Regions from separate parts of the Mus musculus genome. Here all the other regions are linked to region 1. A link is a contact called in public HiChIP or PLAC-seq, Micro-C and promoter capture Hi-C data. All regions are on one chromosome and are shown on one strand. The core of a region is the stretch at or near the end of the contact, and the rest is flanking DNA. Distances in the headings are between cores, read along the strand shown. Region 1 holds the start of Osr2 (odd-skipped related 2). Region 2 holds the start of Snx31 (sorting nexin 31). Region 3 overlaps Gm46515 (a long non-coding RNA gene). Region 4 holds the start of A830021M18Rik (a long non-coding RNA gene). Region 5 holds the start of Ankrd46 (ankyrin repeat domain 46). Region 6 holds the start of Grhl2 (grainyhead like transcription factor 2). Region 7 holds the start of Pabpc1 (poly(A) binding protein, cytoplasmic 1).

What was found. Promoter capture Hi-C pulls out the DNA fragments that hold promoters and counts their contacts. Hi-C and Micro-C count contacts between places; a contact is called where the count stands out from the background. HiChIP or PLAC-seq counts read pairs in DNA pulled down with a chosen protein or histone mark. Capture Hi-C pulls out chosen DNA fragments and counts their contacts.
Region 2: a promoter capture Hi-C map of embryonic stem cells shows a contact between it and region 1, with 2.9 times the contacts expected there. The contact joins the promoter of Snx31 here to the promoter of Osr2 in region 1. A contact is called at or near these places in 5 of 39 promoter capture datasets (embryonic stem cells, hippocampal neurons, liver and 1 more), 3 of 115 datasets of contacts at active chromatin or transcription factors (astrocytes, embryonic forebrain and embryonic stem cells) and 1 of 9 other capture datasets (adipose tissue).
Region 3: a contact with region 1 is called in an HNF4G HiChIP or PLAC-seq map of pancreatic cancer cells. The contact joins the enhancer-like site here to the promoter of Osr2 in region 1. A contact is called at or near these places in 2 of 39 promoter capture datasets (hippocampal neurons and liver), 1 of 484 Hi-C or Micro-C datasets (uterus) and 3 of 115 datasets of contacts at active chromatin or transcription factors (astrocytes, embryonic stem cells and pancreatic cancer cells).
Region 4: a contact with region 1 is called in a promoter capture Hi-C map of liver, with 2.9 times the contacts expected there. The contact joins the promoter of A830021M18Rik here to the promoter of Osr2 in region 1.
Region 5: an H3K27ac HiChIP or PLAC-seq map of embryonic stem cells shows a contact between it and region 1, with 4 times the contacts expected there. The contact joins the promoter of Ankrd46 here to the promoter of Osr2 in region 1. A contact is called at or near these places in 6 of 39 promoter capture datasets (the 3T3-L1 cell line, hippocampal neurons, liver and 2 more), 2 of 484 Hi-C or Micro-C datasets (cerebellum and uterus), 6 of 115 datasets of contacts at active chromatin or transcription factors (astrocytes, embryonic forebrain, embryonic stem cells and 3 more) and 1 of 9 other capture datasets (adipose tissue).
Region 6: a contact with region 1 is called in a Micro-C map of embryonic stem cells, with 9 times the contacts expected there. The contact joins the promoter of Grhl2 here to the promoter of Osr2 in region 1. A contact is called at or near these places in 3 of 39 promoter capture datasets (cranial neural crest, embryonic stem cells and liver) and 2 of 484 Hi-C or Micro-C datasets (both in embryonic stem cells).
Region 7: a contact with region 1 is called in a promoter capture Hi-C map of adipose tissue, with 2.3 times the contacts expected there. The contact joins the promoter of Pabpc1 here to the promoter of Osr2 in region 1. A contact is called at or near these places in 3 of 39 promoter capture datasets (hippocampal neurons, liver and pre-B cells), 2 of 484 Hi-C or Micro-C datasets (both in uterus), 1 of 115 datasets of contacts at active chromatin or transcription factors (astrocytes) and 1 of 9 other capture datasets (adipose tissue).

Annotation. Positions count from the first base shown.
Region 1 is chr15:35,294,690-35,297,389 of GRCm38.p6, forward strand. It overlaps Osr2 (odd-skipped related 2), which reads left to right and starts at 1,409. Exons shown (of 4, transcript NM_001368665.1): 1 at 1,409-1,778. Gm52178 (a long non-coding RNA gene) reads right to left here and starts at 1,345. Exons shown (of 3, transcript XR_003951500.1): 1 at 119-1,345.
Region 2 is chr15:36,554,124-36,556,823 of GRCm38.p6, forward strand. Snx31 (sorting nexin 31) reads right to left here and starts at 1,450. Exons shown (of 14, transcript NM_001347022.2): 1 at 1,325-1,450; 2 at 1,137-1,211. The coding sequence starts at 1,390.
Region 3 is chr15:36,687,212-36,689,911 of GRCm38.p6, forward strand. All of the region lies in intron 1 of Gm46515 (a long non-coding RNA gene), which reads right to left. Among named protein-coding and RNA genes, the nearest start is that of Gm46515, 7.2 kb to the right of the region's middle. Within about 2 kb of position 1,435, at least 110 of the 459 cell types and tissues checked have an H3K27ac peak or open chromatin away from gene starts, as enhancers often do. A contact at or near this core is called in embryonic stem cells, pancreatic cancer cells and uterus, where this site is marked.
Region 4 is chr15:36,724,963-36,727,662 of GRCm38.p6, forward strand. A830021M18Rik (a long non-coding RNA gene) reads left to right here and starts at 1,283. Exons shown (of 3, transcript XR_875150.3): 1 at 1,283-2,006. All of the region lies in intron 1 of Gm41297 (a long non-coding RNA gene), which reads right to left.
Region 5 is chr15:36,495,506-36,498,205 of GRCm38.p6, forward strand. Ankrd46 (ankyrin repeat domain 46) reads right to left here and starts at 1,286. Exons shown (of 5, transcript NM_175134.4): 1 at 1,222-1,286; 2 at 372-488.
Region 6 is chr15:37,231,730-37,234,429 of GRCm38.p6, forward strand. It overlaps Grhl2 (grainyhead like transcription factor 2), which reads left to right and starts at 1,307. Exons shown (of 16, transcript NM_026496.4): 1 at 1,307-1,677. The coding sequence starts at 1,658. It overlaps Gm16136 (predicted gene 16136), which reads right to left and starts at 1,430. Exons shown (of 2, transcript NR_155442.1): 1 at 1,247-1,430; 2 at 192-1,098.
Region 7 is chr15:36,607,699-36,610,398 of GRCm38.p6, forward strand. Pabpc1 (poly(A) binding protein, cytoplasmic 1) reads right to left here and starts at 1,275. Exons shown (of 15, transcript NM_008774.3): 1 at 616-1,275. The coding sequence starts at 808.

The sequences.
Region 1 (2,700 bases), core at 159-2,658:
TTCCTAATCCTTGCGAACCTACAATTGGTGAAGATGGCCTGCTAGTCCTGAATTACGTTTTACCAAAGAAACGAAAATTAATATTCACCTTGACAAAAATAAAACAAAAGGCTTTTACCTTAATGGGATCGTTTCCGTAGTGTCTGCCTGCCTTCCTGCTTGGTCTTTGACGATTCGGCTCGGCTCGTAGCTTTCTGCTTACACCTATCCATCTCCTCACATAGTTGAGGTTATTGTAATTGTCCTTTGAGGGGGCGACCGAAAAGCATCTTTTGGTGAAACACGTTTGAATTGTACAGTTCCTTTAAAAGATCTATGGTTCTGCAAGCACCAGCTAAAGTGTCCTCAAGTGGTTTGGGACGAGGGACAGTTTGCTTAGTTCTGTTCCGGCGGCGCGTTGCGTCTGAAAAGAAGTTGCTTCAAGTGGATCTTATCGTTCCCTGACATCCTTTTCCAGAGGGACTGTAATACCCTCTCATTTACACGCTCACAAAACTAAACCTTTAGGAGAACTAAGAAACCTAACAGTACATGTCAAATTCAATCAATTTTCCTGGCGGCTGAACAATGAACTCAATTTTTGCTGAGAATGAAGATAATGCACGTTTTGAGGCACTGGAATAGTTTTTTCCTAAAATTTAAAAAAGATTGTTCTTCACCCATTCCAGATGGGCAGGTTATTGTTTGCCAATGGATTGCAGATGCCCACTCCTTTGCCTAAGTTGGTTAACTGCTTATGAAATGTACATTAGCTGATTAAAGCTTAGATATTGAAAGAAATTTCTCCCGGAACATCCAGATGTCTCTGCACTAATTATGAAATTAGTCAATTGTCACCTTCATAAACAAACTTCGTTTTGAAAACAGGGAGGAAACCAGACTACACACATAGTCACAATTGACCAAAAGTATGGGCAGAACTGTTTTACATAGGAGGAAGGGCGGTATATGCTGGAAAACAAAATCTAAAACTGATAGCTTTGGCCCTTTGAAGCAGATGATCATATTAAAAGTGTTAAGATGTGTAAAATGACGCGACAGCTAACCGAGTAAAAGTACGAAATGCCCTTTGGACTTCTCTGCGGGCTTGGGGGAGCAAAGATCCAGTAGTCGGACTTCTATCGGTGTGAGGAAAGTGTCATCCAAAAAGAGGGGATGGGCGTTGTCTTTGTGTGAGGTTTGAATTGAGTCACCTTGGGCTCTGTGTCTGGGTTAACTGGGAAAACCTCAAGCAAACCTGCGCCTTTAAGACTCAGTTGCTATCCAAACACAAGTAAACAGAGTGGACCATTAGCGGGCGCCGGGCTTGGAGGCGGAGCCTGGGCGCTGCAGCCTTGCTCCTCTGCAGGACGCCCGCCGCGAGGGGAGGCGGGGCCGCTACTAAAGCCTTGGACTCCGGGCCAGGGGCAGCCTGGGGCGGGACGCGGGCTGGGACGGAGCTCAGCGCGCTCGCAGCCGGAGGGTGATGGCCCTGCAGGGCTGCGGGCTCCGACTTTACCCGCAGTCCGCGGTCAGAAACTGGCCCAGGCACCGGGATCTGGGCGAGCTCTGAGCACTCATCCCAACACGCTCGCTCTTTACACATCCCGCTTCCACGGACTGCCGAAGACCAATTACCGCTGTCGCTTTCGCTCCCCCAGATCATGTTCTCGGTTCCCGGGACAACGCGCCGAAAAAGAAGTTCTCCCAGTTTGGACCTCATGACCTTTCCAAGCTGTGCGTCCTGCTGTCCGGACCTAGTCTGAACCGCGCTGCCCAGGCAGACATCGGTTCTGGCGGTGAGTGTCCTTTCCAGGGCCAGGCTGTAGCCTTCCAAAGGAAGGGAGGGATGTGGGTGCTCAAGGGGCGCCCAGGTTCTCAGTCTGGAGCGCTACAAGTTCAGAAAATGAAAGGCAGCCGTGCGGACCCTAGTCCCGGGCCTCGTGTTCTGGCCTCCTCCGGTCCCTGCACGCGACTCCCAGCTAATACACTCAGTTGTACTTTTGTGCGCTGTCCCTTAGTTTGGTTTTGGTAGATTTACGCATTCGGCAAGATTTATAAAGGCCGATCATCGTACTTTGTGGCCAGATCCCATCACCCCGTGATATTGCTCCCCTGCTCTAGAAAGCGGGATCCACGCTTCCTCCTACTGCAGCTCCGGCACTCAGCACGGAAGGGCCGGGACACACGGTGCAATCAAGCCAGCGACTCCGAAGGCGCATTTCACAGGGGAATAGTCCAGTCATGGGTGATTATTTTTTCCAACCGTGTACTGGCCTCTTGCTTTTCCTCCTGCTCCGGTCTTCGCCCAGAGGCCAACAGGCAAGCTTCTCAGGAGCTGAGACGCTTGGGTTGTCGAGAAATAGCTCGGAATGGAGTCGCGGTTGTAGGAAGGAGGCAGGACAAGGTGTTTGTGGAGGCAGCAACGCTGGATCGGTCTCCCCACCTGTGAGCAGAGAACAAAAGAGTTCTGACTGCTTTCGAAGCGAAACTGGGTGCAGACAGCAACTTTCTCTGCTCCACAAATTCCAGTCTTGAACAGAACAAGAAAATGAAATGGAGAGGGAGGGAGCGGAGACAAACCCAGTTTATGCGGAGGGCGCCTTAATTTAATTAACTCTTCGGGAAGGCAGAGGCACGGGGAAGGGGCAGAAACTTCGTGCCCCCCCCCCACTTGACCAAATTCTCCTCCCCCACCATGATCGTAGATCTCTTTCTACT
Region 2 (2,700 bases), core at 200-2,699, 1.3 Mb after region 1:
TAAATACAGCCAGTTTAACTGACGCCCCCGTGATTTGCCTGGGATACTTTCCCCAGCTCTGAAGAAGCCTGTGAAGGCAATGTCAGCTTGTGGGGACCCCGTTGCACAGGGAGCATCAGCAAGAGGGGAACTCCAAAAGCCTTGCAGACCATTGGGTGCTCCCCTTGCCAGGTGCTGGCCTCCCCAGCTCCCCCATCATTCTGAGCTAATCTGGTTTTCCTATCCACCTCACACTCTTTTCTTTTTTTTTTTTTTTTTTTTTTTAGATTTATTTATTATTTTATGTAAGTACACTGTAGCTGTCTTCAGACACACCAGAAGAGGGAGTCAGATCTTGTTACGGATGGTTGCGAGCCACCATGTGGTTGCTGGGATTTGAACTCTGGACCTTCGGAAGAGCAGTCGGGTGCTCTTACCCACTGAGCCATCTCACCAGCCCCCTCACACTCTTTTCTTTTAGGTCTGAGACAAGTCTGTGTAGCCCAGGCTGGTCTTGATTTCTCTATCCCTCACCTCAGTCTTCCATGGGCTAGGACTACAGGAATGTGCCACCCTGCCTGACTTTTATCTTCTTCCTCTTTGCCTATTTACACCCCCTGTTCCTATCTGCCACTGTCACATCCTCTGCTTGGAAGACAGCTCCTGGACCAGTCCCTTCCCAAGCCCCAGTCAGTCTCCCAGAAACCCCCCCTAGATTGCATAAGATGCTTTTGAGTCTTGTGACACTTTCTGACTACCACAAGCCAATCTGTATCGATGTAGCTCATGAGTCTTGGGTTTGCTAACAAAGGGACTTGGAAAGGTGGGCCAGATAAGACCGTGTTAGAACTAGAAGCTGTACAAAGCACACTTGTCCCAGTTGACTCTACTCTGGGATAGGTCTGAGGGCTCTGAGCGCAAGAGGCTAGAGGAAGGCTATTACTCTGCAACTGGTCATTATGGTCTTGTTCATGTTATAAGGCTGACCTGAAGTTGAAGATGTTGGTATAGGAGATAGCTCTGGGATTTAAAGAGTGCCTATAGTTCACAAATCAGGAGCCTGTAGCCAGCCCTCCTCCTCTACCACCACCACCACCACCACCACACCCACACACACACAGTCCAATGTCTTTCAGAGTAACACAATCCAAGCTCACCTGTTCATCCCAGCGGTGCAGCTGGCTGTAGCGTACTTTGCAGAAGAGGAACCCGTCCAGGTACACGGAGTACAACTGAAAGCACAGACACCCGCCTGTTATCCTAGGCGAGGATGAGGACTGGGGTAGGAGGTGCCCAGGGTCACCGAGCCCCTCCCCACCCAACCGACCCCGGGCCCCAGACGCACCACGTAGCGGCCCCCCAGCGCGTCTGGCCGCTGCTGGGACACCGGGATGCAGAAGTGCATCTTCATGGCTCTGGCGATGACCAGGGACAGCGTGGAGAACAGGACCTGCCGCCTAGAGTCTGGGCTGGGTCCTGAGCTCCCACTCCTGCCTTGGGTCTGCGGGTGGGCGGGGTCTGCGCCTGGCTCCGCCCCACCCCGCCCCGCTCCGCCCCGCCCCGCTCCCTCCACTAAACCTCAGCCTGATTCTCAGGCTGGACTAGAGACGTGCGCACACAATCAGGGTTCAGAGGGACCTCAGGGATGCCAGATCTCAGGCCAGGGTCACCCTGGAGGCCAGAGGCTGGAATTTTAGAGACTTTTGAGGAGGAAAACGTGCCTCTGTGGTGCAGGGAGGGAGGGACAGTGTCGAATTCATTTTCAGAGAGCTCAGCCCACAAAAGTTAAGAATCCTGTCTCTAGCCACATGAACATTTTATACAGCTGCCAGAAAGTCACTGATCCAACCCTGCCCCAAATCATCAGAGCCAGGCAGCTTGCCTAAGGAAACAGAGCTTCTCCAGGGGCCACTTCAGGGGCCAGGTCTCCTGTCTGTGACCAACAGAATGTCCACTTCCAGAGTGAGGGGGATGAGATGGCATTCAGATCCGCCTCATACCGGATCTCCTGGCATTTTCTACGGAGGGTGCCTTGATGATTTGGGAGTTTCCCATCACCCCAGCGCTGGCTACAGTATACTGTGGATTAAGATTAGAAAGGGGAAAGGAGGTATACCTTGGAAGTACCCTATCACAGGAGCATTAGGCTCAGGGTTTTTTTGTTTGTTTCTTGTTTTGTTTTTGTCTTAACCTTTTTAAAATGTATCATGGTGTGCAGTCCATATGTAACACTGCTTTGATGGTTTATTGTTGCTGTTTTGTACATATGATTTTTATTTTTTTGATTGGAAGTGGCTTGTTGTCTTATTCTTGTTTTTTAAGTCTTCTTTCTCTCATTATAGGAAATTTAAAACATGGATGTGGCCTGGGTCTCTCTTACCTGGGGAAGCCCTGTTCTTGAGTAGATACCGCTCTCCGTGGCTGGGTTCTTAGGAATCTTTGTTCCCAGAATCTTTCACCGACTTCTTGGTTTTTCACTGTTGATATTGATTAATTCTATTAACTTGTGAATATGGTAAAAACTGATTGTGAACTTGGTGGGATTTAGAATCACCTAGGAGCTAAACCTCTGGGTACATCTGTGAGTTGTCTGTCAACAGACTGAGCGGCACCTCCGACAGGGGACCAGGGGACGGGAAGGAACAAAAGAAGAGTCAGCTTCGCACCAGCGTTATTGATCTCCTGACTGCAGAATTTGAAAGTGGTCAAGCAGGGAAAAAA
Region 3 (2,700 bases), core at 185-2,684, 1.4 Mb after region 1:
TCACACACCTAGCCCTTATTAGGGTTATTTGATTGATTATTCACTCTATTGTCTGTTCTTGGGTCCAACCAAGACTCCCATTTCAAGAGGATTCTGCACCACTTCTTATTGTATCACTTACACGTCCATGCCTGCCTAAGCTGGGACTTACACGTGTGTGGGGAGGGAGTGGGGCGTGTGTGTGTGTGGGGTGCACACACACGCTTATACTGTGTTGTTTAAATTTAATTTCATTTGTTTTAGCAAGGTTTTGCTATGTAGCTCTGACTGTCATCAAACTCATGGTAACTCTCTCACCTCAGATTTCCAAGTCTAGGGTTACAAACATGTATGCCCACAACAGTCCATGTTTGTCTTCTTTAAGGAAAACTGAAATGTGGCAAGAATGTGTCTACACACTGGAGTACATCCGAGCCCATACCCCTTCAGTAAGAAGTGTATTTTGGCACATTCCCCCAGATCACTGGGCGCACTCCTAGGCACCCCCTGTCACAGGCAGGTCACATTTGTACAGAGCACCTGCTTCACCTCTCATGGATCAGCTGGGAAGTGCTGGATTGTCGCCTTGAGAAACTAGCCCTCAGCACAAAGAGATGAGGGGCTCCTGAGATGTGCAGAGGCCCTTCAGAAGTTAATCCTGTTTCCTCAACGGCATCTCCTCCAAAGATTTATTAGTATGCTTTGAATCCTTTCTACCTGACAAAGCAGCTTAAGCAAGAGAGGGCTCATTCTGGCTCACAGCTTGAGGAATAGAGTCTGTCCATCATGGCGCAGGGATGCAAGGTGGCTTGGCAGACTGCATCCAGTCAGGAAGCAGGGAGGAGGGAGGGAGGGTGCTGCTCACCTGGCTTTCCCCTTTCCTGTTAGTCAGCCCTGCCTCAGGGGGTGCTGCCACCCACCTCAGTTAAACCTCTGTGGAAACAGTGTCACAGAAACATCCAGCCTTATGTCTCCTAGCAGAGTCTCTCTATAGTCAAGTTGACAGAAAAGATGGAGCCACCACACCTTATCTGTCTCGTTTACTGAGGTAAGTGGACAGATGTCATCACACTCTACCCCATACCCTATCTAGAGCAGCCCTGCGTCTAATAGCTGAGGGCTAATTAGACTTCTTGGCCCTTTTGAAGAATGTCTCCATAAAGGATTTCTGGGAAGTTTACAAAACAACGCCACCTCCCCTCCCCCCTCGTGACAGGTGAGGCGGAAGCTTGATGAAGCCAGAGGCTGAGTCACAGCATCGACCGACCGACCGAGCTTCTCTCCCGGGGGTTAAGCTCCACCTCACGCACTTCCTGGAAAGGCTCCGTTCATTAACAACTTCCTATTGTGTAAACTTTGCTCCCAGGTTTCAGGTGTTTCCCCAGAACGAAGGAGCTCATTTCTCTGTAGAGAAGCTTAACAAGATGACTACTCCGGAACACCCAGGTGCCACGCCCCACCACGCCCCACTTCCCTCCCATCTCCTGCCCAGTTTGTGACCTGGCCCTGTATTTTACCTGCCTTGGTGTTAGCCACTGTCATGATGGCCAGCTTCGGTGACTGTGTTCCTTTATCTTCCCAAGTGGCCCCCAGTTCTCTCCTTGGAGCTCTCCCTCTGCCCTGCCCTCTTCTAACTGGAGAACTGGAAATACCACTGCTCCCTCCATCAGACTTAGCCCTCAAAGTCCTTAGGGGTTTACACGGATAAGGGTAAAGCGCAGATGCTCCGCAAATGAGAAAACAGAAGGATTCCGATTCATCACTACGTCCCAGTCTAAAACAACTGCTTCTGTTACCAACTGGCTTTTATTTCTCTCCACGGTTTGAATGGCAACCGGGATGAATATGCTTTTAAAAGACAAGTGAGAGAGAAAGTAAGCTTGGTTTCCATCTCTCTGGTGTAGATAGTAAGCGATGAATGCATTCTTTAAAAATATTTGTAAACGTGCCCAGGGGTTAGTGAATAAAGAACACCGTTTGATGTGGCAAATAATACCAGCATTGTGTGTCCTTCCAGAGTTCCCTGAGCTCAAGCCTAAGCTGGAGTTGTTTTCTCTGATATACTAAAAGATGGCATCAAATACAAGGCAGAGAGGATGGCTATGACCTAGAAAAGTCACATTTACAAGCAAATAAAAGGACTCCTCAGTTATCTGTAGGTAACTGAACATTTAGGAAAAATGTTTATACACAGCTATACCAAGACACAACGATCCAACTTCTCAGACCCCTGTCAAACAAAAGCCAGAACATTTGAAAAGGAAGAAGCATGTGAAAAGGGAGGAGCATTTGAAAAGGGAGGAGCACTTCAAATGGGAGGAGCATTTGAAAAGGGAGGAGTACTTGAAAAGGAAGAACTTTTGAAAGGTAGAGCAGAGCAAGCAAGGGTCAGATTACAGAGATGGCAACTGAAAAAGAAGTAAAAATAAACATGTTGAAAGCATCATTTGAGCTGGTCGTGGTGGCACACACCTTTAATCCTAGCACTCGGGAGGCAGAGGGAGGTGGATTTCTGAGTTTGAGGCCAGCCTGGTCTACAAAGTGAGTTCCAGGACAGCCAGAGCTATACAAAGAAACCCTGTCTCGAAAAGCCAAAAAAAAAAAAAAAAAAAAAAAAAAGAAAGAAAGAAAGAAAGCATCATTTAAGAATGAGCACATGTCAATTAAAAATAAAATAAATCTTAAAGAAGACCGTAACTGTATGACTCATGAAGAAGAGGT
Region 4 (2,700 bases), core at 33-2,532, 1.4 Mb after region 1:
ACTGACCTATAAACTCCATAAACTCCGGCTTTCCCAGACTGTCCCATGCTGGACTCATGAGCACCTTGACACAAGTCTTTGGGCTTCACTCTGTGGGGAGCCGCACTCACATTTGCCATTATAAGATGGCGCTGACAGCTGTGTTCTAAGTAGTAAATAATCTGCACATGTGCAGGGGCAGTTTTCCCGCCATGTGCTCTGCCTTTTTTGTGATGACAACTGGGCCAATGGGCTGCAGCCAATCAGGGAGCGACACGTCCTAGGCGGAGGATAATTCTCCTTAAAAGGGACGGGGTTCTGGCACTCTTTCTCTTCGCCTCTTCGTCTCTTCGTTTCTTCTTCTCTTCATCTCTTCGCCTCTTCGTCTTTTCCTCTGCTCTCTTCCTCTGCTCTCTGCCTCTCTCCCTCTCTGCCCCTCTCTCTGCCTCTCTCTCTGCGTCTCTCTGTGTCTCTCTCTCTCTCTCTTCCTCTCTGCCTCTCTCTGCCGCGCTCTTCCTCTCTTGCTCCTGAGTAAGCAATAAAGCTTTGCCGCAGAAGATTCTGGTTTGTTGCGTCTTTCCTGGCCGGTTGCGAACGCGTGTAAGATCACTCCTCTAGCAACATTCAGCTAATGGAACATCCCCATGTTTTGTGTAGCTCCTCTGAGCTCAGCACAAAATGGAGAATTCCCTTTTTCTAGCAGGGCTTCCACTTCTCTGACTACCCCCCCATCCTCTACCTGAGGAAGGTAATGGGGTCCTTGGCAAACCTACAAATTCCTCTCCCTACACCCCATAAGAACCTGCCCAGCAAATACCTGGGATTCCTGGAGAGCTTTTCCACACAAAAGAGGCGTTCCCAGTTCACTGAGCTCCAGCCAGTCATCAACATTCACCCTGAAAACTCCTCTCCACTCTCCAAAGTTCATATACAGCCCTTGTCCACCCAAATAAAGTAAGTGAGCACCAGCTATTTCACTGAAGACCATCTAAGAGCCACTTCATTGGGAGTCATCTAAAAGAGCTGTAAGACTAAAATCGCCAGAGAAGGCCTTCCTTGGTGAAGCCCTCCACCCCATGCCCACATGTGAGTTCAGCTGGACTGAGAGCCAGTCCCAACCTGTTCCAGACTCCACTTCATCCTTCAAGCCTGGTGCCTGGACACCCTGAGGGAGGAAACAGAGGACAGAGAAGCACTTCTGGCACCCAACGCGGCCCACAGCTGGAGGAAGCTAACATACACCTGGGAGGATGCTGGTACTTGATGGGCTGGGCTATGTCACAAGAGGGTGTGGTACAGACCTTTGATGGGCTGGGCTATGTCACAAGGGAGTGTGGTACAAATGCTTGCCATATAATGCTTTGCTATTGCTCTCCTGGTTGGGTCACCAATCTTTAGACACTTAAATTGTCTAAATGTAAAGAGAATTAATGTCACTACAGGCTGCTAAAGAGCAGAAGTTACTGTTGGCATGACCTGGCAATAGCCAGGTATGCCTGGCTCACTCTAAAAGGGTCTGCATGTCTCTTCCTCGCTGTCTGATCCTCTTTCTTACTACCTGCCCCTTCTCCCGCTCCCCCCTTCCTCTCCCCATGTGTTCCTGGCCTGCTTCTCCCTCTCCTCTCCCCACCTCCCGCCTTTCTCTGCCTCCCACCTTCCCCATGCCCTAAATAAACTCCATACCATGCCTCAGGGGGAGGGGATGCCTCAGCGGGGGCCTGTGGAGGCAGCCCTTCCACCTCACCCACCATACAGCGCCTCTACCAACACGGGTGCTGTGCCTGGGATTTAGAAACTCACAGGTTGCATGAGCTCATATTTCCGTGCTGCCACATGGACTTTGCAGCCATGGGATGGATCTCTTGCTAGACCTCTCCACCCAAGCACTGGAGAATTGGTAAAGCTCCCTACTCTCACTGGTCAGCATAAACGCCCTCTGGTCCCAAGGGAGGGCTGTTGAGCTTGCAGCCACCCCGTGGTGTCCTGGTCTTCTTACTGATGCTTCGTTCTCGGACCTCTACCCCTGGGTGAGTGCTCTCTCTGTCTCTGTCTCTCTTTCTCTGACGGTTTTTCTCTTGGCTTCTCTTGCACACTGCTGAAAAAATCCTACGCTTAGGCAAACCATCCTCCCTCAGGCTCTGAGCCCCACACACAGCTCGTGCACTGGTCCCGCAGCTCAGCTGCTAGTTCACTGCGTGGCTGGTGATCTGTTTTGGCTGCCTCTGTTTCTAGCTATCACATTTGTACTAGAGACACCGGGGAACGGGGAAGTCACTTGCTCCTATTCTCACCCAGAAGGGAATATCTTTGCTAGCACGTCTCCTGGTTAAAATTTGGCCCCTATACCCATCAAAGAATAACTCTAAATGGCCGTTTACTGGAACTTTAATAGCAAACTTTTACAACTCTCTAGCTAGCGATCTGTAGACCATTCCCTACCCCACGTTTTCTTGCTGCTTGCTCTCCACTCCCGGTTCCCTGCTCCCCTGATTCTGCCGCCACCACGTACTTTCCATCCGCCCCTCACTCTCTGTTCAGGGCGGTGCTGCCTGACAATCCTGAGCTCTCCACATTCCCCCTTGCTGTCTCCCTCCCTGTTTGACCTGACTCCACAGCAGCCAGTTGACTAGAGCTCTGGCAGCAAGGACACAGCTGCAGCTACGGCCCCCCAGCCCCGCCTACTCAACCCTGCCACCCAGTGCTCTGTGGCACGGCGTGATC
Region 5 (2,700 bases), core at 36-2,535, 1.2 Mb after region 1:
GTATCCTGTGAGACACTAGCTTCTTGTAGGAGTCGGGGAATCTTTCTGCTTGGCAGAATGCTATGTGTGCAAGGTACACTCACTAGAACTGCTGTGAAAATACAACTAACCAACACACAGCTAATGTGGATAGACAATCACAGACGCACTCCTCCATCAAATCAACCTATGCTGAAACAGTAAGAATCCAGGACATTTAACTTTATTATCACTACAAGGCTTAAAGAACAAATGCATTTCTCATTAAACTCCCTTGAAACTAAAAGGACAGTGGCACAGGCTCTTGCATACTCCATAAGCATAAGTCTAAGAGAAACCAGTTCAGGCTACGAATTCTATCAATAAACAAAAATCTTAAGGAACACTACTACCTTTGCAAGGTAAAGGGATGCTGGCGTGAAGTCTTGGGCGTCTCCGGTCCCACTTAGTCTGCCAACTGTCTGGGCTTGGACAGGTTGACTTAAGACTCTGTGCCTCAGCTTCTTTATCTGCAAATCAGAGATGGTACTTGTCAGGGTTGTTGCAAAGATTTTAAAAAGGACCATTAGGCACAATATCTGACATGAAGATAGCCAGCTGTTACTGTAACATGAAAAATCACCACACCACTGATGGCACCTTGGGAAGCGCCTAAGTACTAATGCCACGTTCTGAAGAGTGGGCAGTGTTATTTACTCTTCAATAACACACACTTATTACATTCCGCAGCCAATTCTAGAGTCTGTGGAACGCTGTTAAAATAAATGTCTTCTCCCTAAGACGGTTGTTGGGAAATCCGGAGAGGAAGCAACTGCGTTTTAACGACGCGTGTCAAGTGTGAAAGTTCATGATCACCTGAGGCCTAAGCGCAAAGTGTGCAAATCTTTTCTCTCCGCGGATACCCTGGGCAGTGTGACAGTCCGGACAGATCACACGCACCTCCACAGCGCCCACGCACGCCCGGGCTTCGGTCTCCTCGTGAACCGCTAAGGTGTTGACAATTCCTAGCTATGCTTTGAATCCCTGCCTGGGAAGGACGCCGCCATCGGGCTGGGGCGTGGGCTGCCTGAGACCCGCGAATACCCGCGGGCATCATCCGCGCAAGCTCCCAGGCCTGACCCGGGCCCTCCTGCCAGCATCGCCCGCGCGGAAGCCGCTCGGACCCGCGCCGGGCTCCACGGCCCTCAGAGGAGCTGTCACCGGCTCCCGCCCAGCTGCTGCCCACGGCCCCGGCCCTGGTACCTGCGCCCGCGGCAGCAGTGATGGCAGCAGCTCCTCCTCTCCAGCGGCGACAGGCGGGGCGCGGACGACCACAGAGGTGGAGCTCGCGAGGGCAGAGCGGCCTCGCACCCCGCGGCGGCGCGCCCCCTGCAGGCGGGAGGCTCTCATGGCGGTTCGGCCTCTAGCCAGCATCGCGCACATTCACCCCTTTTAAAAAACATACATCCCATTCCCTCAACTAAGTAGAAATTTAAAAGGCAGAAACAAATATATTAAGTGCCACGCGCATTAATTTATTAGTTTAGGGCTGCAGGGGAGGTGTTTAAAATCTGAATCCACAAGTTAGCAAATAATGGCTGACAAGTCTACTCTAAGCTATAATCCTGCCGAGTTATTATTCAGAGTGAATGCTTACACCCACTTATAAGGGTTCCTTGACTTATCATGACATGTGAAAATGATGATACACCCATATATGGAACATTCTTTCACAGAGCTTCTCTCTCTCTCTCTATCTCTCTCTCTCTCTCTCAACTCCAGTCATATAGCCAAGGTGACTTCTTTTAAACACTGTTCTACAAATTCTAGTATCATCCAACCCACCAGATGACCCTGTAGGGTGTTGTCTGTTCAAGAATTACATCTAAGTCGTCCTCCCGCCCCCAGCCCCCGGCAATGTCAAATAGATGTATAGGAGTATTGCCTGGCTTAAGGAAACCTCATATTCCTTTCATTTAAGGATTATAAGAAGGCTGGAGAGATAGCTCAGTTGGTAAAGGACCTGCATTGCAAGCATAAGGTCCTGAAGTCACCCCAGAACCCACATAAAAAGCCAAGCATGCTGGCATGTGGTAATCCAAGTTCTGGCTAGTAGGAGATAGCTGGGTCTCAGTGGTCCCCCTGACCAGTCTGCCAGCCTGGGCTATTCATGGGCTTTAATGAGAGTCCTCTCAAAAAAAAATCAAGATGATTGGCTCTTAAGGTATGTCACCTGAGGCTGACCTCTGGTCTCCATGTGCAAGTGCATGTTAAGTGTTTGCACACTCATGTTTGTGAATGCATGGGCCTGTGCACATATACACACACAGGCCACACACCAGGGCAGGGTGAGCTCAGCCATCCCCAGGGCTGCCAATCATCTTTAGCTATTTAACATTTACTTGTGCAGTGACTGACTATAAATATTCTGTAAATTGGGGATACATTAATCAATTTGTCAGTGGCTAAGTCCATAATATCTTCATATATGCCCATGCACTGTGCCAAATCATTGGGTAATTTAAATGATAATTCTATTCTTACAATTTATTCTTCCCCGGTTGGTGTATCAAACAACTTGAGAGTTTATTGATTGTATTCTAATTTATCTTTTCTTCTTCACGAATTATGGCTTCTGATCAATGGGGAAAATGTAAGGACTGTGAAGGCAGCTTTTTTTCTTCCTCTGAGGAGATTAAGGAAATGGACTGTGAGTTGCCTGTGCTCTCTGAATCCTTGTCC
Region 6 (2,700 bases), core at 57-2,556, 1.9 Mb after region 1:
CGGCATCGGCGGAATGTGACTGTCTCTAGAGGAGGGAAAAAGAAAGTAAGGTGCACACGGATACCGTGTTCAAACTGTGTTAAAAATATATTGTTTCTAAAAAGTACCTGTATGGGTGCTTATGTTATTATCTAAAATAAAATAGAATCGTTAAAGTCAGTTGCTAAGAGTGGAAATAAAGAACAACCAAACCTAGTGCCGTAATTTAATTCCCCCAAATCATGTGACCTGCAAAGGTTTAATACAGAAGTTGTGTCAAATCTGACAGCTCCAGTGCTCCAGTGTTGACTTGACATAAATGTGGCAAAGCTTTCCATACCCTCCTGTATTTCCACCACGCTCATGTATGGGCTAGATCCCTGTCAGAACTCCCACAAATACTTAATTCTCGTAGCAGCGATTATAAATGACACCTGGCTACTTCGCACTGTTCCGGACCAGAAGAGAACCCACACAAACAAGTCACTTTCATCCTGCGTTGTTCCCCTGGCAACCATATTAAACTGCAAGGATAAAGAGCCTTTGTAGTAGCTGCTTCTATTGAATTACAATGTAAATGTTGATGCTTGCCTAGAAATGTCAACGGGCGACAGGCTTATGGAACAGATGCAGTAGTTGTTCCGCAGCGCAGGAATCCCAGGCTGCGGAGAGATGCAAGAGGTGCGCCCGGGCCACCTTAAGAGTCTATTCAACCGAATCTCCTTTCTCCATTAAAGCCACGCCGCACTTCATAGATCCAGTTCAGGAAAGGTCGCTCGACTAGTTGAAAACTGAAAACGACCTGCTATCTTCTATGCATCAGAGCAGGAGAAGAGTTTGTTGTGGATAAGAATGCTAACAATGCAATTACGCAAGAGACCCGGCAATCCGTTCCTTTCCCACTCAGCATAGCGTAACTCTAGTTCCCTGACTCTTCTGCCCGCCACACAGTTTTCGTCCCGCGAGTGTCAAGTGGCAGGTGGTGAACTGGCCATTTGGTTCCGGGTGGCTTGTTGATTTCTGGGTTCAGCATTCTGTCGTCCTTCGGTTTGACCCACGGTACCTAGTGTCTGTAGTGGCGCTCCCCGCTCCGTCTCTCCCATCACCTCTACCCTGCCCCTAGTCAGGGAAGAAAGCCAAAAGTGGGTAGAAGTCAGCTCGCAGAGTCTCCAGCGTGCCACCGCTCCACTCAGGTAAACTTCGCAGTGAGTGACCTGCACTTGGAGAAGGGCCTTACCTGAGCGCGCCTCTGCCAATGGCAGCTCACCTGAGGGAGCACCGCAGCCAATCACCGCGCAGCTCGGCCCTCGGGCTTGTACCCTTTAGTGAAAGAATTCAGCGCCTTGCGAGAAAGTTACCTGTGGCCGCCCAAGTCCGCCACTTTGCGCTCTGTGTCTGCCCATTGCAGCGATCCGGGAGGACTCCGCGCCGCCGGGCCGCCTCCGAGCGCGGGCCCCATGTGAGGGCTCCCTCCCCCCATCCCACCTTTCCGGCTAGGTGAGGGCGCGAGCGAGCGGGCGAGCGAGAGTGGTGAGGGGGGACGAAAGCAGAATTACCTGTAGCTCTTGTTCTGCCATCTCGGGCGCTCTCACACACCTTCACCTGCACAGACTTGAAAGTCCAGTTTCACCAGAGGCTGAGGCTCCAGGAAAAGGGGAGCGAGTTCATTGGATCAAACATGTCACAAGAGTCGGACAAGTAAGTGGGTCGCACGCGCCGGCGGCGGCTGCCGCTGCCCCTTTGGGCTGATGGCAACTGGTTTGTTGTGTTTTTGTTTTTTTTGTTTTTGTTTTTGTTTTTTAAGTCGCTATTGTTGGATTTTGATTTTGTATTTTTTTCCTCTCTTTTTACTTTTTTCTTTTTGGTGTATCCAGACCCTCTCGGATTATTTCTACCCCGATTCAGGGGAGAGACCCTACTCGAACGTGAATGTTTAAAACCCGTTTTGGGGCCTTGCAAGTAAACGTGGGTTTTCTTTGCTTCCTCCCCGACGAATGAGCTCAGCTCCCACTGCCCCGACCAACGGACCCTTGGGCACTGATTGAGGTTTTGGCAGATGGTGGCGGGAGGCCTGTAGTTAACCCCCTTGCCTGGAGGTGCTCCCCAGCCTCAGACTTCCTGGGCCGGTTGGAAGTTCAGTCGACTTCCTTCGATTAGGCCAAAGGGCCTGCTGGAAAAGCGGTCTGGGCCTCTTTTGTGTGCGCTCAACAAAGGCCTTTTATGCGATTGCAGACACGGCCATCTTCCCCACTGCGGCGACCCGGGGTGCATGTGCGCCCCAGCGCGGGTCTCCGACGGGACGGAGGAGCGGGCAGGCCGCGATGGCGGGTCCGTGGGTGTGCCCGCGCCTCGCTCCTTCCCGCAGCCCACGCAGTGGCCAGTCACCTCGCGCAGGTGCGGGACAGGACCTCTCGGGAATGGGGGACTGATTTTGAGGCCGAGTACGAAGGGGTGCCCACACTTGGGCCGGTCTCCCTGCGCCCCGACGTCTCTGGCTCATACGCGTCCGGTGACCGCGCGGCCCACTGTTCGGAGGCCGCCACCTCGGGCGTGGGGCTCGATCGGCCTTCGCCGAGGCTGTCGAGGGCAAGGGGGTGGGGGAGCATGGTGGAGCACCGGGACTCCGGGCTCTCTGCGTCCTCGACCGGAGCTCAGGCCTGCCGGGAGCCGCGTGAGCCGCGGGGCGCGGGGCCTGGTCCGTCGCGGTCCCCGCCTTGGGGA
Region 7 (2,700 bases), core at 25-2,524, 1.3 Mb after region 1:
GTGCCCTAGAGTCTTCCACATCCCCTCCTCCACGGCATGGTTAAAGAATACTTCATCTAGGGAAAACCCCAAGCAATTATATATGGTATAAGGTGCCTTTCCTGGTCCACAGGTCAGAGATGTGCTATTAGGAACGAGCTTACGACCCTAAGGACCACCACCACCAGGCATCACCCTATTTAACTTTCTTCTAAAGCCTAGGGCTCCTCCCAGCGATTGAGCCACCGGCAGGAACAGGCCTCGGGCCTGTGAGGTTACAGGGTTCAACACGTGGTATTTCCCAACACTGAATCGTACTTCCTCCCCGGCCTGACTGCCGGGCCAGGGCAGGGGATGGAGGGGTACCTCCACCCGCCGCTCCAGGAGGGTACTCGAAACCCCCGAATCCCACAGCTTGTGGCGGGAGCGCGGTGAAGGCTATCTCAACCACCCTCCGGGCGCGTCATCGCCCTAAAGTTTGAGAGCGACCGATGGCGAGAAAATGGTCGCAGAGGAGGAAGTGCCGGCCCGCGAGGGGCTGCGGCGCCGTGCCCTCCCGCCCCCTCGCCCGCCCCGCTAGGCCCGCCGCCCCGGCCGCATGGCCGCCCGCCCGCCACCCTCCGGCCTGCCGCTCACCGTCCGCCGGCTGCTGGAAGTTCACGTACGCGTAGCCCAAGGAGCGGCGGGTGATCATGTCCCTGCAGACCCGGATGGAGAGGATGGGCCCGGCCGGGCTGAACTTCTCGTAGAGCATCGCCTCGGTCACGTCGGGGTGCAGGTCCCCCACGTACAGAGAGGCCATGGGGTAGCTGGGGGCGCTGGGGTTCATCTCGGCACGGCTGCCCGCGGGGCCGCAGGCCGCGACCTTTCCCGTGAGAGGAGGAGAGCGAGTGCGGGGCCGGGGGACGGAGCCGGGGGGAGGGGAGCGGGGGCGAGCGCAGAGGGACAAAATTCAACCGGAATCGACGCGTACTCAACGGCCGTGGAACCGGGGGAGCGAGGCTGGCGGTGCTGGGTCCGGGCGGCAGGAAGGCCTCGGTCTCTGGGTTCCTGCTTGGAGCTGCGGGGCCGCGGGCGGGCGGGTCGGTCTCGGCTGCTTCACCGGGTTATTTTATAAAAGAGGAAGAAAAAAAATAAAAGTCTCCGGCGGGGGAGACGCGGATTTTTTTGTAAATTTTTTTTGGGTTTTTTCAAAGGATTTTTTAGATTTTTTTTGGATTTTTTAATAATAAATGTGTGTTCCGAGCCCGGAGCACACACTCCGCACTCTCAGCACTAACCGCCGGGGAGAAGGGGAAGCACCGCCTCCTGCACCCTCTACTTATACCCCCCGCCGCACTCGCCCCGCCCACGCGCGTCTGACGCCAGGGCCCTACGCGAGCGACGGCGCCGGAGGAGGCGGAGGAAAGCGCAGAGGAAGGGAGAGGTGGCGGCGGCTGCCGCTGCTGCGGGCGTGGGGGTTGGGCCCGAGGCGGGGCGGGGCTTCTGCGCAGGCGCCACAGCCAGGGGCCGACTTCCCGCTGCGCAAAGCCAGGAAAGGGCGGGACGGCCAGTGGGCGGCCTCGGCGCGGCCGCTGGTCACGCCCCTTGCGCACACGCCCCGCCCCCGCCCGAAAGAGCGTTAACCCGTCAGCGCAGCGGGTGGGCAGCGCGCGGGGCTTCCGGGTTTCTGGGCGCCAACCGCCCCCCACGTGCGCGTCTAGTGGCGGCCTCTTCCCTCCGCCCCGGCTGAGGTTCTGCTTCGCTAGCCCCCCACCCCCGAGCGGCGCTGGAAACGGGTGGGCGGGCGTGAGCCTTGCCGGCCGGGTTTCCTAGGTGTGCGCGGAAGGAGGCAGGGTAACTGCCTCGTTCTCCTACCCGGACCGCACTACGAGTCCCAGCGGGCAGCGCCGCCACGCGCGTGGGCCGCGGAAGCGGTGCCTGCCGGGAGCTGGAGTTCTCAACGGCCGCGGGCTGGCTGACCTCAACCGGACCCCAACCGTCCCGGGCGTGACCCAGCACGGGTCCGCGGCCCCGACGAGGGGGAGGGGAGGGGATGGGATAAAGGCAGTTGGGAGTCTGGCGCTTAAGATGTTCTGTTGGAATCACTTAGCCACTTCCTACATTTTTTACAGTGGTAAAAAGGACTCGAAAAAAAAATTTTTTTTCCTTTAAAGTATGCGTTTCTCATAATTACTCGGTATCTGTCACTCTTACCCAAACAAACCTGGATAGCCTGCTTAACTAGGCGTGGTTGGCCACGCTTTTAACCCACTTCACCAGGCGTGGTGCCCACGCCTTTAACCCAGCTTTGGAAAGGCAGGAGGGGTTTGCAGATCTCTGAGGTCAGGGCCACCCTAATCTAGCTCTTGGATGCCAGGGTTTGGGGATTAATATAAATGATTGATAGGCACAAATATATCAACTCGTAGAAATGACATTACATCAACCCAAAAACTCCACTTTAGTAGGTTTTACAGTTTTTGAAGTCCTCTATAAACATCCTTTGACAATGATGTGTGGGAAGTGAAGCAAATAGTACTATTTTTACCGTTAATGGTGTCAGAAGTTAAATGACTGCTCAGCTCTTCAATGATCGTTAGCCTAGCCTATTGCCTAGTGTAAATTAGTTATAACTCTTCTCAGTTAGAATTTAAGTCCGGAGACTCTTACACAGATGCTGTCCCCTCTCCCCCATCTTCACCTCCCCACCCATATTGATGGAAGATAACAGTTTTGAAA